Linked DNA regions of Mus musculus: all the other regions are linked to region 4. A link is a contact called in public HiChIP or PLAC-seq and promoter capture Hi-C data. All regions are on one chromosome and are shown on one strand. Each heading gives the region's core, a stretch centred on a gene start, on an enhancer-like site or on the middle of the called end of the contact. The rest is flanking DNA. Distances are from core to core; before and after follow the strand shown.

Region 1 (2,700 bases), core at 31-2,530, 150 kb after region 4:
AAGTTGAGAAATTAACCATTACACCAACTTTGACGAAAAAGCTATGTCAAAGACCGTTTGGGATAGTTAAAAAGCAAGCCAAACAAAACAACATTTAATGAAACCAACAAGAGAGTTTCTGATTCTAAAAGGGAGTTAGAAAGATTAAAGAAAGATTAAAAGGCAAGCAACAGAGAAAGAATTTCCAAATCGTTTTCTGCCAAAGAACTAGTATCTAGAATCACTTCTAAAAATTAACATAGAAAGAGATAACTTTTTTTTTTTTTGGGGGGGGGGGTTGAGACAGGGTTTCTCTGTGTAGCCCTGGCTGTCCTGGAACTCACTCTGTAGACCAGGCTGGCCTCGAACTCAGAAATCCGCCTGCCTCTGCCTCCCAAGTGCTGGGATTAAAGGCGTGCACCACCACTGCCCAGCTAAGAGATAACATTTTAAAAGAGAGAGAGAAAAAAAAAAAACCTAACTAATCTTAACACTCAGGTGACAGAGGCAAAGGGGTCAGCACAAGTTGAGGCCAGTCAGGCTATAAATTATTTTAACAGCTATCACAAAAGTTGCGCCTAGAGGCATTCAACCTTGTGACATTGCGACATAACTAACCAACCACCTACACTGTGCTGATATGCATTCTTATCTATACTCGACTAGCAAGGCTGCAAATTGGGACACACCTGGAAGACCCGAAGCTCGGGAAACACAGGTCTGGGTAGTGACTGCCAACCACAAACTCTGCATGATAAAACCAGAATATATATTTCTCATCTGAACACCAGAACTGGTGCCACAAGCCTGGCTGGACTTCAAGGCCGGAGAGCAGGGAGTGTGGGAAACACTAAAACAGAAAGTTGTAGTCCTGGAAAGCAGGAGCAGACAGACCCAGACTGAGACCCTAGGACCGCCGGAGCGCGGTACCTGCCAGAAGCAGGAAACCCGAGCGCCCGTGCCAAGGGGACCCAGGTGGGCGCGGGGCCAGGGATTGGGGGTAGAGGGTCCGAGCTCACCGGAGGAGCATCGCCGTTAGCTCGCTCGGGAAGAGCGCTGCCCCGTCGGAAGCAGCGCTCTCGTCGAGCTTCGCCGAGAGCAGCAGCTGCAGCAAGACGCCGGCGCATCTGAAGGCCGCGGGGGATGCCGGGGGTAGGGTCGGCTTCAGCGCAAGCGCAGTGGCGCGGAGCAGAGCAACCCAAAGCAGCACCACCGTCGGATTCCCCAGCTCCTGCACCTTTAAACGTCAACTCCCGTGCGCGCCGCACTGACTTCAACTCTCCAGCGGAAATACGCCAATCAGAAGCGTCTTCCGGCTACTTAAAGGGCGGGGCCAGATAAAAGGGCGGAAGTGTGCGCGAGCCCGCCCCCAGGGGCCCAGCCCTTCCGTTGATATGGGTGGTCTGTGGGTTTTTTTTCGTGTGTTCCTGAGCCCACTGGAAGGAGGTGTTTGTTTTGATGGGCTTGGGGGACAAGGTTTCACTGTGTTGCCCTGGCTATTCTGGAACTCTCTTTGTAGACCATGTTGGCTTCAAATCAGAAATGTCCATGCCCCAGAGAACCTATCTCCAGTTCTCAAGCAGCCAGAACCATCAACATTCTTTGTTTGGAATTTGTCCTATGGCTGTCTAAACTGATGTTTGCCAGTTTGCTTCATGTTAGTGGCATGGGTCAGGATTTCCTACTTTGTTCATTGGGGTCACTGGACCCTTAGGCCACTGTGATGCCAAATTTAATTTGAAAGATGCAAACTTATTTGTAATTCTAATTCTAGTTTAGGCAGCCTTCGTCCCACCATAAGATAGCTGAGCAGATGGAAAGGAAGATACGTCCTTTCCCCTCTGAGCAAGATGGCTGGGGGATGTTACCAAGTTGACACCACTTTCACGTGAAGTTATCAGCAGACAAGCTACAATTAATATTGTTACAACTGGTCATGGAGCTCATGGGAAGTCCACCGTGGTGAAGGTTATTTCTGGAGTTCACACTGTCAGATTCAAAAATGAGCTAGAAAGAAACATTACCATCAAGCTTGGACATGCTCATGCTAAGACTTATAAACTTTGATGACTCAAGTTGTCCTAGACCAGATCATGTGGAAGCAGTACACCAGATAAGTTTCCTACATACATTCTGGGGGCCAAAGGGAACTTCAAATTAGTCAGACATGTTTCCTTTGTTGACTGTCCTGGCCATGATATTTTGATGGCTACGATGCTGAACAGTGCAGTAGAGATGGATGCAGCTCTTCTGTTGATAGCTAGTAATGAATCATGCCCTTGGCCCGAACACCTGACTGCTGTAGAAATCACGAAACTCAAGCATATTTTGATCTTACAGAATAAAATTGATCTGGTAAAAGAAAGTCAGGCTAAGGAACAATATGAGCAAAATCTCGCATTTGTGCAAGGAACGATAGCAGAAAGGGGCACCAATTATTCCAATTTCTGCTCAACTGAAGTATAATATTGAAGTTGTCTGTGAGTATATAGTGAAGAAAATACCAGTGGCCCCAAGAGACTTTACTTCAGAGCCCCATCTCATTGTTATCAGTCCATCTGATGTCAACAAACCTGGCTGTGAAGTCGATGACCTTAAGGGAGGTATAGCTGGTGGTAGTATTCTAAAAGGAGTGTTAAAGGTATGCCAGGAGATAGAAGTCAGACCCCGTATTGTCTCCAAAGATAGGGAAGGAAAACTCATGTGTAAACCAACCTTTTC
Region 2 (2,700 bases), core at 1-2,500, 210 kb before region 4:
CTCACCTCCTTGGTAACTCCTCAACTCTATTTGATCTACTGTCCCTCTCCCTACCAAGTCTTCCCTCATGTGTTCTATACCTGATCATCCACCTAGAAAGCCGAGCTCCATATGCTAGCAAACCTTAAAATGTGCACATTTGCCAGCCTTGCTACAGCACTGCGACACAGCAATAAAGGCAGATAATTTAATGTCCTTGTTTTAGGAGTTTATGTTCCCGTAGAGAAACAAGCAAGGTGGAAGACCCAGGAAAATCGATGTAGTAGGTGCAGAAATAGCCTGAGAGGCCTTTTCCTGACAAGATGTGGGAAGAATGAGCTGAAGGAACAGGGAGTGAGTGGAGCTTCGCCAGGCTGGCTGAGGCACCTCAGAGATGAAGCGGGCAGCCCGTGAGAAAAAAAAAAAAAAAAAAAAAAGGCTAAGCAGAGGGCCCACTGAGACGGAGGACTTAAGCTGTAAGACACAGGTATATTCCCTCGAGGTGGGATCACAAGCCCCCGGTCCCTGCATGAGACAAATCATAGTGGCTGAGGGCAATCTGAAGCAGCTCCATACCCCACACGTGGGATCAAAACAAAAACATAATCACATAACATAACTGGGTTCTTAAAGAAACCGATATTCTCAGTACCTCACGGGGCCTAACACACAAATTTGAGGGCCATGTTAGGGACGCAATTTTCCTGAGAACTCAGGGCATAATTATATTCACTGCTTAGAGGATGCAACACAAAGAGGACTGAAATGGAAGTCGGCCAAGAGAAAGAGCTCGTAAGATGAAGTCAAAAGAAGCCAGGTTCTCACATCATCCCCGCTACAACACGTTGGGACAACCTGTGTGAGATGCTTTCTGCCGGGAGGCCCACAGGGACTCAGATGGGATTGTAGTATACTGCTGCATGGGCTCAGGAGTTAAGCCGTACGACTTAGGTCTCCTCCCTTGATGTGCGGCCAGGAGCCCCCGGTCCCCGCCGCTTACTCGCCTCGTGCGGCCCGTAGACCACCGCCAGTGCCTTGGTGTTGCCCTGCTCGATGTAAGCCGAGCCATCGGCCTGCGCAAACACGCCCATCCGCGCCTGGATCTTGCGCAGCTCCCCCGCGCGGCGACCGTCTATCCGGTAACCCTGATCGGACAGGAGCTCCAGCCCGGCCATGATGTACAGTCCTGACTCCGCCTCCGACAGCTCGACCTGGACCTTCAGGACTACGACTTCCGTCGGTACGTTTCCTTTTCAGTCTCGGTGAACTATAGCTTCCGGTAGCCTAGTCGCTTTCCGGTCAAAGGGAACTGCGGCTTGTGGCATCCCCGGCTTTCTGAATGTTCGACTTAAGCCTTTCAGTTCCGGGAAACGGAAGGCCCGAGGCGAACGGGTTTTTGTGCTTCTCCCGGGTTGTTGGAGTAGGTACGCCAAGAAGACTGGCTTCCGGACGTCTTTGGTTTGTTGGAGATGCTGGCCCGAGCAGAGACATTTTTTGGTCTTATTTTTTTTAATTGTATATCTATTTTTATTGTATGAGTGTTTACTTGCTTGTATGTCTATTCGTCACATGTGTGCTTAGTGCTGTGGAAGTTAGAAGAGGGCGTCAGATCCCATGGATCAGGAACTACAGGCAGCTGTGAGCCACTGTGTGAGTGCTGCGGAATCAAACCTGGTCCTCTGCCCGCGTGGTTTTTACCGTGGTCAGTTTAGCTAAGCACAGTTGTTTGTTACACATGATTATTATCTCTGTGGCTTAGTTTGTTTGTTTGTTTTTTTTTCCTTTTTTCATTTCCTTGGTTAAATCCATAAGTTTCCCTCCCTTACCTTGCCCAATAAGTTTCTCTATCACTTGAATACAAACACAAAGGGCCTGCAGTTGTATATATGCATCTGTATAGTAGGGCTTGAAATTCTGATTTTTTTTTCTGATTATTTTTAAAGTGTGTTTTTAGATGTTTATTTATTGTTATATCTAAGTACACTGTAGCTGTCTTCAGAAACCAGAAGAGGGCGTCAGATCTCATTACGGGTGGTTGTGAGCCACCATGTGGTTTCTGGGATTTGAACTCAGGACCTTTCTTTGGAAGAGCAGTCAGTGCTCTTATCCACTGAGCCATCTCACCAGCCCGGAATTCTGATTTATTTTTAAGGATTGGGTCATTTAGTATACACTTTTTTGGAGTGTTTTCACTCGGAATATGAAATCAACAGTCCTCAGGTTTTGTTGTTGTTGTTATAGATAAAAGATAGATTCACAGAAAGAACACTGAGCTGAAATTACTCTTCAGGTGGGCCTTATTAGGAGAGTTAGGGCACCGCTGTCACAGACAGCAACGATGCACCCTTGTGGGCAAGAATATTCAAAGGAGTATGCTCTGGAGAGATGAGTGTGACATAGAACAACACAGGTGTCCTGGAGGGAAGGCGCATTCAGTTCTGAAGAGTTAGGAGAGTTAGAACATCACACCAGCCAGCTGGAGCGGCTCAAGCCTTTAATCCTAGCACTCAGAAGGTGGGAGCAGGCAGATCTCTGAGTTCCAGGCCAGCCTGCTCTACAGAGAGTTCCTGGACTACACAGAGAAATACAGTCTCACACAAAAAACAAAACCAAACAAAAAAACAAAAACAAAACAAAACAAATAAAAACCCAGAAAAACAAAAACAAAAAAACCCCAATGCATAAACAAACAAAACCACCAGGACCCATATGTGAACAGAA
Region 3 (2,700 bases), core at 165-2,664, 190 kb after region 4:
TGAGCAGGACCAGCCGGAGCAAGCAACCTTCATTCCCAGCAACCACATGATGGCTCACAACCATCAGTACAGCTACAGTGCGTACACGTAAAATAAAAAAAAATAAAATAAGGTAAAATAAAAAGAAATGATAGATCTGAGGCATTTTAAAGAGGCTGTGGTTTCATATGGGATGAATTTGTCTTTTGTGGAATAAATTCTAAGTAACTGGGCTACTCAAAATAGAATTATTCCTCAACACTGGAAGGGGCTGGTAACAGCTGTACTAGACTCTGGTCCACAATTGCAAACTCTAACTAAATTCAATGAGTCATTTAAAAGACATAAAAATGAGAAGAGGCGGGTTGGAGAGATGGCTCAGCGGTTAAGAGCACTGACTGCTCTTCCAGAGGTCCTGAGTTCAAATCCCAGCAACCACATAGTGGCTCACAACCATCTGTAATGGGATCTGACACCCTCTTCTGGTGTGTCTGAAGACAGCTACAGTGTACTCATATACATAAAATAAATAGATTTAAAAAAATTAGAAGAGGCTCAGGGGGATGAACTCATTTTGTAGAACAGGCTGGCCTCAAATTCAGAGATCTGCCTGACTCTGCCTCTCAAGTGCTGGAATTAAAGGTAGAGTGTGCTCTCCCACACTCTGTGTGTGTATTCTTAAGCCTGTGTCTCTATTTTTAAATTAACACTACTATCACAGTTGATAGACATATAAACTTAGCTAAACTGAATAATCTGCTGTCCTACTTACCTCCTCATAACCAATATTTTTTAGGTTTTTTTTTTATACATTATTTAGTTTTTATGTATGGGTACATGTGTGGGACAGTGTGAGCGTGAAAATCAGAGAACGACTTGTGGAAGTCAGTTCTGGCTTTCCAGTAAGTGGATCCGAGTGGATCGAATTCAGACGAACAGGCTTGGAGTTAAGTACCTTTAAAAACACCATTCCAACATTGGCTGATATTTTAATTTTTCATTATGAAACACACTTTAAGATGTTGTCGAGGTAGAAGAGATTTTATTCACTGCTTTAAAATACTCAATTTAGGTAAAGAAATCGAGTCTTGTGTGAACTCTTGGCTGGAACACACAACTGGTAAGGGATGCTGGCTCAGCCAGGCGCCTGGCCACTCAGACACGCAGACCGGCTAATGGGAAATGATTTTCCTTGCAGGATAAGAACTGGAGATTCCTTGCCAGCCCACTAGTCCCTTGAGGGACCTGTGTCCGTTTAACCACTAGAGTGTGTCTAGGTGTGCAGCTTGTCCTCTGCATTGCAGTTCCAGCGGTGAGACGGGACCATCCCCGCCCCGCCCACAGGACTCGGTTTCCCAGATGGCCGTGAGGCCCAGAAGACATTTCCCAGAAGGGCCCGCGCCTCACTGGCGCGTGACAAAGACTCCATTTCCCAGAGTTCCCCGGGAGGGTCTCGCCCCCCTCCACTTGAACCGGGAATAGCTGGAGAATTGTGCACCGGAAGTAGCTCTTGGGCTGGTGGAACCCATCGCAGGTGAGATTTACAGTTGGATTCGGCGCAGCAAACCGGGGATCTCGCAGGCTGGTCAGGGCCGTAAGAGTACGTCTCGCATTGTGGGTCTACGTGGGGTTGGGCTGGGTCGGGAACCAAGGGGTTTGGGGCCCGGGCCCTTGCTCATCTTGGTAACGGTGGAGCCATGCGGCTGGTTCAGAGCCCCCCTACAGAAACCGTAAAAAATTCCAGCGTCCTGAGGCCGTCCAGCGGTGCACCCTGCCCTAAACTACTAGGCTTTCTTAGACCGTAGGCTATCAGCTCAGCATTTGTGGGTACGGGACTCCAAGTACGAGCACCGCCCCTTGTCTGTCTGTAGGGTGAACGTTGGGGAGAAGCAGCCGCTATGATCTGTGCAGGGACCTGCCAGCCCTAATTTTGCAGTCGTAGGGATGAGGTGTACCTTTCCTCTGCCTAGTAGGGTCATGGGTTGGAACCAAGCTACTTTGTTTGGGATGGCGGCCAGCAGGAAGCTATAATGCCCAGGGCAAAGGACTTCCTGGGGGAACAGAGTTGGGTGTGTCTGTCAGCCTGTTGTCGCTCCTCCTTGGAAGTTTTGATTCTGTGCCTGCTGCCATTGGCCAAGGAGAATGGGGTAGGGAAAATGGCACATCCTGTATCCTCCTTAGCTTACACCATTTGGCCCTCCAGGTGCAGACCATAATGGGCGAACCCCATGGATCCATGAGGATCCTAGTGACAGGGGGCTCTGGACTGGTGGGTAGAGCCATCCAGAAGGTGGTTGCAGATGGGGCCGGCTTACCTGGAGAGGAATGGGTGTTTGTCTCCTCCAAAGATGCAGATCTGACGTAAGTTGCGACCATATTCAGACCCAATTCCTCCTCTTGGTTCCCTTTCCAGACAGAATAATACCCTGACCGGGTTTGTTCCTGAGCCTAGAAGTAATCTACCCCGAGTTTGGGTCCTCCCTGCCAGGTGACAGGCTGTAGTTGCTGGCTGTGCTCTTAAGTAAACATCCTCCTGTAGTTCCGGGATTCCCAGCCGACAGCTGCTAAAGCTCTGAACTTAGCTACTTGTCTCTGTGGCTGCCCTTCCAGCCATGGATCCATTCAGTTTCTAGACTCACTGCCCAAGCCTCAAACTCCTGATCTCCTCAGGCCTCCCTAGCCCTCCCCTGACATCCTGGCTTCCCTCAGGGATGCAGCCCA
Region 4 (2,700 bases), core at 117-2,616:
CTACCCTGCTCATGGCTGTTCATCTCTTCTCCAGGATACACACCCTGGAAGGGGTGCTGCTGCTTGTGGGCCACCTTGTAGAGAAGTTGGTCTTGTGCCCCCATAGACTGAGCCAAGCGGAACCCTTGGGGATCAAGGTGGGACCAGTGGCCAGAGGCTCTGGCCTGTACTGTAACTGTGTAGCAATCCAGGGTTAGCCTATTGATACTGGACACATCTGTCCTTGAGCCACACCCTCTGTAAGACCATTTGGAGGTGCTGGAAGGCCTAAAGTGCTGGGCAGAACTTCTAAGAGGCTCTGGGGGATGAGGACGTTGGCTCAAGAGAGGTGGTGAAGTGGTGGGCAATTTTGGCATGGGGTCCTCCAAGTTCCCTAACATTTCCCCCTAATGCATAGGTGGTACAAGCCCACAGCTTGTTAGAGGAGATGCCTCCGGCCCTCACCCCAAAGTACTGGACTCGAGCCCCAAGGGAGATACTGGCTTTGATGAGTCTTGACCAGGAGCCGCCTGGGGATCTGGCGAGTAGAGCTAAGGCTTGCCTCCTGGGGAAGATTCCAAAAGAACTGAGCTGGAGGCCATGGTGGTCAGAGGTCATGGAGAACTGGAGTCTTAGGAAGCCAGAGCATAGCAAGAGGAGCGAGGACAAAAGGGACCAGTGGGAACGGCTGGAACAGGGCCACCAGGTACAGGTAAGGGCAGATAGATCCATAGATCTGGGCACATGAAAAGGACTTGGTCTTACCTCCCAGCAAGGAGCCAACATACACCAGGGTCTTGTAAAGACACTATCTGTATTGACTTGGTCATAAAATAAAGTGGTCTGGGGTGTGCTTTGTACCCGAAGCCACAGGCAGCATTGAAACATTTCCCAGTAGGATCCTGCAGATAGCTTCCTGTCAACTGAGGAGCAGGACAGCGTGGGACAAGGCTGGCCTAGCTATAACTGGGGGAGACGTGGGCCTCTCCACAAGGTCTCCATCACATTCAAGCCAGGGCTCTCCAGTGGCCAGAAACAGCCCAATAGCGTGGTCAGAGCAAGAAACCCAGAAGGGTCAAGTGCATCAGGGGCCAGAGGCAGGCCCAAGGTCCAGGGAGCCTTGGTAAGCAGGTGTGAGTGTGGGCCTGTAACGGTGGGGAGGACAGAGCCCCAGGAACTGCCCCAACCCCTGTATTGAAGGCTTGGTGTCATAACCCCACTCCCCCCACCTCTGGCTCCATAGGCAGCTCGAGGAGCCATGATGGTTCGTGTTGGAGGTGGTTGGGCAGCTTTGGATGAATTTCTGGTCAAAAATGACCCAGTCAGAGGTGAGAGCTGGGGTAGGACAGGACATGTAAGTCATCAGGGTGTGGTGGTGGTGGTGGTGGATGGGCAGGAGAGGTGTGCCATCTGCTTTGGCCTAGCGACATGGGATCTCTGAGCAGCAAAGGGGAGAACCAGCCAGAAGATCCACGAAAGGTTCCTGTGCTGGACTCCTAGTGTGCCAGCCCCTGAGGTCATCACCCTGAGGCTCTGGACCTCCAACCAAATGGGCACTAACAGACCCCTGTCTCTGAAGGTGAGAGCTGGGATGGGCTTCAGAGCTAGGTCCTCCTGATGCTAGGTCCTCCTGATGCTAGGTTCTCCTGATGCTGGGTCCTTCAGATGGACTGAGGAACTTATTTGAGCCCCAGGGGGGTGGGAAATGTCAGGGAGCTGAATGGTGAGATGAAGCCTGGCCACCCCTTGCAGACAGGGCTGCCAATTGTCAAAGACCGCAGAGACTCCAGCTCCTACAAGGTCAAAACCTCAGAGCAGTCCACTGAGGAGCTGTGAAGACTCCAAGATCCAGAAGATAGGGACAGGAAACCGTGGCAGAGCATGCTCAGGGACTGAGCAGGAGCTTGGAGCACACAGAGTGGGGTTGGGTCTCTCACCAGGCTGGCCTCGAACTCAGAAATCTGCCTGCCTCTGCCTCCCAGGTGCTGGGATTAAAGGCGTGCACCGCCACTGTCCCGGCATGTCTCTCACTCTCAGCAATAAAGAGGAGTTTGGGGAACTGAAACTCTCTTTGGTGGGTCTTCATTTCCCTTGCAAACTTCATTCAAAAGCCACAGAGCCCATGTTGCTCTCCACTCCCAACCCAGAGCAGGCCCGCATTCTTTTTCAATGACTTGTAGTAGGGAGGGAGGGAGGGAGGGAGGAAAGGAGGGACTTTGCAACTCAACAGCCTCTCCCAGCTTGAGTTGCTCAGAGGTAGCCCTGCCCCATGCTTTAGTTTGTGTTCACCTGCCCACTCCACCTGTCCTGTGGGGTGCCCAACCTGGCTTTCAGCCCCGCCTACCGCCCTCAATGGGGAAGGGACTTGGGTCAACATAGGGAGGGGCCATGCCGATTTAAATGCTTGTGGCGCGGGGCTCCCGGCGTGGAGGGAGCGGAGAGACAGAGGACCGCGCCAGCCTTGTCACGACAGGTGAGGAAATGAGGGCAGTTTGGAGAACCGAAACTGAAAAGCTGTGGGAACCAGAGGCCAGCGGCCCCAGGCGGACTTAGTGAGGGGCTGCGGGACCGTTCTGGGCCCCATTTACCTGGGTCATCTGAGCTCAGATGGGAGGTGGGAGGCCCCTGAGTCTTGGGATCGTTCGGGAAACTGAGGACCCTGCCAGGCTGCTGTGCGGTCTCGCGAGGGTGTGGGTTGGTTTCTAGCAGATGTGTGGTGTG

Evidence for each region. HiChIP or PLAC-seq counts read pairs in DNA pulled down with a chosen protein or histone mark. Capture Hi-C pulls out chosen DNA fragments and counts their contacts.
Region 1: a promoter capture Hi-C map of liver shows a contact between it and region 4. The contact joins the promoter of Zfp707 here to the promoter of Eppk1 in region 4. A contact is called at or near these places in 3 of 39 promoter capture datasets (the SN4741 cell line, macrophages and stem cell-derived epiblast-like cells), 1 of 484 Hi-C or Micro-C datasets (liver), 1 of 115 datasets of contacts at active chromatin or transcription factors (effector CD8 T cells) and 3 of 9 other capture datasets (adipose tissue, liver and pancreatic islet).
Region 2: a contact with region 4 is called in an HNF4G HiChIP or PLAC-seq map of pancreatic cancer cells. The contact joins the promoter of Exosc4 here to the promoter of Eppk1 in region 4. A contact is called at or near these places in 4 of 39 promoter capture datasets (embryonic stem cells, liver, neural stem cells and 1 more), 3 of 115 datasets of contacts at active chromatin or transcription factors (double positive thymocytes, embryonic stem cells and pancreatic cancer cells) and 2 of 9 other capture datasets (adipose tissue and liver).
Region 3: a contact with region 4 is called in a FOXA1 HiChIP or PLAC-seq map of pancreatic cancer cells. The contact joins the promoter of Gfus here to the promoter of Eppk1 in region 4. A contact is called at or near these places in 1 of 115 datasets of contacts at active chromatin or transcription factors (pancreatic cancer cells) and 1 of 9 other capture datasets (adipose tissue).

Annotation. Positions count from the first base shown.
Region 1 is chr15:75,967,703-75,970,402 of GRCm38.p6, reverse strand. It overlaps Zfp707 (zinc finger protein 707), which reads right to left and starts at 1,280. Exons shown (of 4, transcript NM_001347040.2): 1 at 999-1,280. The coding sequence starts at 1,106. It also overlaps the pseudogene Eif2s3x-ps1.
Region 2 is chr15:76,325,947-76,328,646 of GRCm38.p6, reverse strand. It overlaps Exosc4 (exosome component 4), which reads right to left and starts at 1,250. Exons shown (of 3, transcript NM_175399.4): 1 at 984-1,250. The coding sequence starts at 1,154. It also overlaps a transcript of Oplah not described here.
Region 3 is chr15:75,928,532-75,931,231 of GRCm38.p6, reverse strand. It overlaps Gfus (GDP-L-fucose synthase), which reads left to right and starts at 1,414. Exons shown (of 11, transcript NM_001357005.1): 1 at 1,414-1,513; 2 at 2,183-2,340; 3 at 2,689-2,700. The coding sequence starts at 2,195.
Region 4 is chr15:76,118,861-76,121,560 of GRCm38.p6, reverse strand. Eppk1 (epiplakin 1) reads left to right here and starts at 1,366. Exons shown (of 3, transcript NM_144848.2): 1 at 1,366-2,452. BC024139 (cDNA sequence BC024139) reads left to right here. Exons shown (of 16, transcript NM_001142968.1): 11 at 35-137; 12 at 398-691; 13 at 878-1,102; 14 at 1,223-1,307; 15 at 1,425-1,558; 16 at 1,732-2,044. The coding sequence ends at 1,815. It overlaps Gm52196 (a long non-coding RNA gene), which reads right to left. Exons shown (of 3, transcript XR_003951574.1): 3 at 2,413-2,700.